2 separate regions of the Gossypium hirsutum genome follow, and region 2 is linked to region 1. The links are chromatin contacts, called in public Hi-C maps. All regions are on one chromosome and are shown on one strand. The core of a region is the stretch at or near the end of the contact, and the rest is flanking DNA. Distances in the headings are between cores, read along the strand shown. Region 1 holds the start of LOC107904064 (homeobox-leucine zipper protein ATHB-13). Region 2 has its middle 21 kb from the start of LOC107904066.

The links. A called contact is a pair of places that touch in the nucleus more often than the background predicts.
Region 2: a Hi-C map of fibers shows a contact between it and region 1, with 2.9 times the contacts expected there. The contact joins the enhancer-like site here to the promoter of LOC107904064 in region 1. A contact is called at or near these places in 4 of 34 Hi-C or Micro-C datasets (callus, fibers, leaf and 1 more).

The regions. Positions count from the first base shown.
Region 1 is chrD05:35,202,731-35,205,430 of Gossypium_hirsutum_v2.1, forward strand. It overlaps LOC107904064 (homeobox-leucine zipper protein ATHB-13), which reads right to left and starts at 1,404. Exons shown (of 4, transcript XM_016830333.2): 1 at 1,245-1,404; 2 at 866-1,040; 3 at 395-777; 4 at 1-318. The coding sequence starts at 1,004.
Region 2 is chrD05:35,237,372-35,240,071 of Gossypium_hirsutum_v2.1, forward strand. No RefSeq gene overlaps it. Among protein-coding and RNA genes, the nearest start is that of LOC107904066, 21 kb to the right of the region's middle. Within about 2 kb of position 1,345, at least 3 of the 9 cell types and tissues checked have an H3K27ac peak or open chromatin away from gene starts, as enhancers often do. A contact at or near this core is called in fibers, where this site is marked.

The sequences.
Region 1 (2,700 bases), core at 154-2,653:
TTGTTGCTGTTCAAGCCATGGCCAAAACCCGGTTTGTTCCTCGATGGTGCAGAACATGTTGGTGATGAGGCTCTCTTCTTTAACCATTTGAGAAGGTTGATGATGATCATCGTGGCTTGAATTTGACGACGCCGCTTGGAACAGTCCTGTTGGAAATAGGGTTTTTGCTGGTCTGCTAATCGTAGCCGGCGGCTGCGGCGGCCTGTCGTTATCCAGCTTCACAGCCGAGCTGTTTTCACTTCGGTTGCTGCTACAACCTTCTGTTTCTTTATTCAGATTGATGCATTCACTAGCTTCTCTGCCTTTCAGTGCCATTATCTACTTCCACACACCCACAACATGAATTAGCTCGTAAACAACTAAACATATATATATATTTATACTGTGGGTTTACCTCTGCTTGAAGCTTTTTGTTGTGAGCTTGAAGTGCATCATTTTCTGCTTTGATGAGCTCGTACTGTCTCTTGAGGAGATCATAGTCTTTCTCAAGTTGCTTGGTTTTCCATCTAGCTCGTCTGTTTTGAAACCAAATAGCAATCTGTCTTGGTTGCAGTCCAAGAGCTCGAGCCAGCTGCATTTTTCGCTCGGGTTCCAGCTTGTTGCCTAACTCAAAGTTCTTCTCTAGTGTCTTTACCTGTTCCATGTTAAGCCTCCTCTTCTTTTCACCTGCCTGTGACCCATCGTCCGATATATCATCCTCTCCATTTGCTTCTTCACACACATGATCTATACCTGAATATGAAGACATTGATCTCTTCCCCAGAAATGATGCAACACCTGTCGCTCCAAAACATAAATCAAATTGAATTCCAGCATAGACTTAGAGCAGATGAAAGCATAAAGATATATATGTGAGACTAAGTACCATGAAACTCCTGGGGCGCCGTGCAAGAAGGGAGGATTTGATTGATAGAATTAGTGGAGCGTTGATGATCTTCGTGATCATGATGAGGCGTTTGGAGCATGAAATTTGCTGGGAAGAAAGCCATTCCATTGCAAGACATGGAGCAGATGGCAGACAGGTCTTGTTTTAAATAAGCCTGCAAGAATATTAAAGAAAAACTCTATTTTCACCAACTCATGATTGTTGCAGATCCTCGGAGTGGACACAGAGTTTAATGCAAGAAAAGCAAAAGAGAGATTCGATATATATTTACATATATCAGACTAAAAGGAAAACTAGAATTTCTTGAATTGGAATGAAGGTGATGCAGAGATTTGTAGAAAATTGATAGCTTATATACCTTATCAAACTGCAACCTCTAGCTTTTTAGGAAGAAACTGTTGTTTCTTTTATATTATTTCTATTGAGAGAAAGAGATGTATATGAACGATGATGACTCTATTCTTCCATTCATTTAGTCTCTTTATACGAGGATGGATTTATTTCATTAGAAAACAGGGATTTTTAATTTTATCTTATTTTACTTTTTCTTTTTTTTATAAATAAGGCATTGGAGAGGGAAAAGCGGTGTATTTTTTTTTTTTGGTTATAAAAAGTCTTTTAACAATAAAAAGAAAATTCATGATTATTTGATTAAATAATTTGTTGACGCACACAACCCATTTGCATGTTGGGGACAAAAGTGAGACAAGAAAAAGAAAAGAAAAAACGAAGAAAAGGCTTAGCTGCTAACTAAATTAAGCCTGGTGTGGTGACTCTGAAAACAATTTCATGGAGTGCTTCCAATCCAAGTCCAATAATATGAGGGTCATTTTCGGTTGGAAATACCTTTTTATATATCACTTACATAATTCTCTTTATTAATCAACTATTAAATTTATAAGTTCAATGTAGTGCAAACTCATAAATTTCTCAATTTTTTTTTTTACTTCTTGGAAGTAAATTAATCTTTTCACTGCCGGTTATTTCCTTAAATTTCCCAGTAACAGTTGGTTCCCTTAATCATCTTAACTTAGCTTGATAGCTATAAATAATTTACTTTTTCTATAAATGTTACTCCCTTATTCTTTTTTTAATGAAAAAGAATTACATGACACAACCTTTTTTTTTATGATGAAAAAGAAATTATAAGACACAACCTACATAGGTAAATTCAATTCCCTAAAAATGTGCAGGCTTTGACTTCCCAAGTGAGTCAACCAGGCCAACCTATCGGCTTCCTGATTCTCTTCTCTAAGTATGTAACAAATATTCCAATGGCGAATTTGATACAATAGTTGAAGAATCCTTCTGATCAGAGCTGAATTGGACCCTCCTATAAGACTTTCCTAGATGACCGTAAGCACCTCCAAGCTGCCTGTCTGGATCAACACATTATCAAAACCTCGGTCAAGTAAGATGTCTAATCCATCCAATATGCCTCACAATTCAACCTCGAACATTGAGTAGCTGCCCAAGAACCTATTAAAGCCAGTGATCCACTCCCCATTTCGGTTTCTCACAACTCCCTCTGCTGCCGCAGAACCATCCTCATGTCTAACGGATCCAACTGTATTTCCCACTCCCAATCAAATTAGAGCAAAGGATCGGTTTCCAAATATATTTCTCAATTGGCCTCTTGTCAGACAGCAAAAATTGCTTGGCCCAACTACGAGACCTTAATAGTATTATTGCTGTTCCAAGTCGTACCCTGAAAGATGAAAAGATTATGATTATTCCAAATACACTAGATAATAATCCTAAAAATTCACTTCCATTCAACCTTCCCAAAGCAAATGTCATAATGATTCTACAAA
Region 2 (2,700 bases), core at 95-2,594, 35 kb after region 1:
TCATCTGCATGAAGTAACCTGGAATGATCTTTAGTACTAATTTAACTAAAGTAACTTAGCCCACCATAGACAGTAAGCTTGCTTCCTAACCATTCAAAGTAGATTTGATTTTTTTCAACAACAAAATGATAAATATCCTTAATTACTCACTTGTTGAAAATTGGTATCCCAAGATAATTTATGAGATTATTTGTTCTTTGAAAGCCCAATTTAAAACTGGTAATGTATGCCTTCACCTCAACGATATTCTTAGAGAAAAAATTTGGGTTTTCCCAACATTAATTTTATTTCCGAATAGTATTTGAAAAAATTATGAGTTTCTAAGATGTAACTTAGCTTACTCTATATTTTCTTCATAGAAAAAAAAATAAATCATTTGCAAATAAGTGTGAGATGTGTAGGCCATTACGAGATAGGTAGAGTGGATGCCAACAATTCCTTGAAACTATAGATTGGATGCTTTGGCCTAATCTTTTCATACTCTAAATGAAAATGTAAGGCCAAAGAAGATCACATTGTCTAATTCCTCCCTGAATAGTGGTGTTTTATAACATTAAATTCTATGCACTATTAATGAACCAAATGACGATGGATCAATAAAAATGAAGTTAATTAAATTTAGTTTAATTTTTTTTTTGTTTATTTGCCATTATCTAGTTTATTGAAACTTAATAAAATTTATATAGCATATATCGTATCTCATATTTTTTAATATTCCTAGTTAATGTGAAGTGGGTTATTTTGATGACGATGACGACGTTGTTCTTTTATTTTTGTATTTTTATATTCGTTTTATAACCATGTATGTGGTTGATGATTATTCTTCTTAGTAATGTTGTCTTAGAAGTTTAAATTTACCGTTACTTATAAAAAGTATTATTTCTTACCATTACACCAACACTTGTTCCTAGTAGCATTGCTTACTACTTGTATTAAGCAAATAAGATAGATGCAAAGAGTGGGGTGAAAAATGTTTAGGGTTTCTTAGAGAAAGAAAGTTTGTGATGAATGTCATATTTTAAATGGTTACATAAAAGAAAAAAGAGAACTGAGTTGGATGCATCTTAGTTAGGGTTTAAACTAAAGGAAGAGAGAGAGAAGAGGTAGGAATCTAAGGGGATGGGTCCAAGACCAAGGGGGGGCCGGGGGTCAGGGGTTTGCTACCTAACCCACCAACACCTATCGTGCATTAGGACCAAACCCTCTTTCCCATCCATTATCCTTTCCTCAGTTTCAGTCCTTTCCTTTCATCTCTGCAACTGTAAATGGCTCTGTGTTTGAAATTGAAAGATAAAAGAGAGAGAAAGAGAAGAATAGGGTTTTTGAAAAGCCAATGCAAGGAACCCTGCAACCGCTGCAGGTCCTTTTTTGTCTTTGAGTTGAGCCCCATCTCCCCCTCTCTATATATCTCAAGACACTCCATTTAACGTCCACACTCCACCATTGCACTTAATCATTTGGCATTAGAGAAACAAAATCTTCTCATAAATCCAAGCTAAAGCAAGATTCTGCAATGATCAACATGAAATCCTAGCTTCCTAACTTAACATACTTATACGGGTTTATTTATTTGATTAGACATAGATGCTTCCACTCCATTATCATTTCCTTTAGGGTGCTGGGGTCTTTGTTTTGGCAAACAGCTCTTTTTAAGCAGACAATTTCCTTTTATCCTCATCAACTTTCATATGTACTGATCATCAATAGTAGTATATGTTTCCATAAGCCACCTAAGAAATGTCAAATATGTTGCTTTCACAAGCTTGTCCCCCACGTAATAAATCTCATACTATTGACTATGTTTGAAGATACTGTTAAGGGGTGATAGTAATAGTTTAGCTTTCATTGGCTTACTTCTCTTTTTTATTTATTTGTTAATATATAGTTTATCCTGAATTTGTTCAAAATTATTTAATTGGTACTTAAACTTTTTTTACCTAATTTATACCTAAATTTGTATTTTATCACATTGTTCTAATTTGTTGACAACGTTGATATTTTAAGGGGTAACATGTAGTTTGTCCCTTAAATTGTCCAAAAGTACTTAGCTAGTACTTGACCGTGTCTAAAAAAATTATTCTTTTTTTAAATTAATTTATATTTTTTAATTTTTTAAATTTATATCATTCATGTGTCTTGCTGAGAGGCTGTTACATGTCACTATATGATTGGTCATCAGTTCCACATCATTACAAACTAACGATGTTAGTGTAGTGGTACCAACTTGGATTGCTAAATACAAGTTCAGATATTAACTAAGTAAAAGAATAATTCAAATACCAACTAAGTACTTTTAAATAAGTTTAAAAGACAAACTACGCATTAACCCTTATATTTTGTATTATTCCTTCGCTTAGCTTCTGTTTTTGGATCCTAACCCTAGTCCTACCACGATCATGAACTATTTACCTCTACTAACAAACCCAAATGCAAACATGAGTGCTCTTTGTTTGCTTTGCTATGATCAAATATTCATTGAATCTGTAACTTTGAACCAGCAAAACTTTTAGAATATTGTTTGCATTAGATGATGAAATTACATATGACCTTGACTAATGAACTAATGATTAATAAGAAAAAGAGAGAAACCTTTATGTTATGTTACTCAAAACATTGTACTTAAGATAGAGAGACATATTTGAAGAATTTAACATGTGATTAATTATGCAAGTACTTAAAAAAAACATATAAATATAGGGG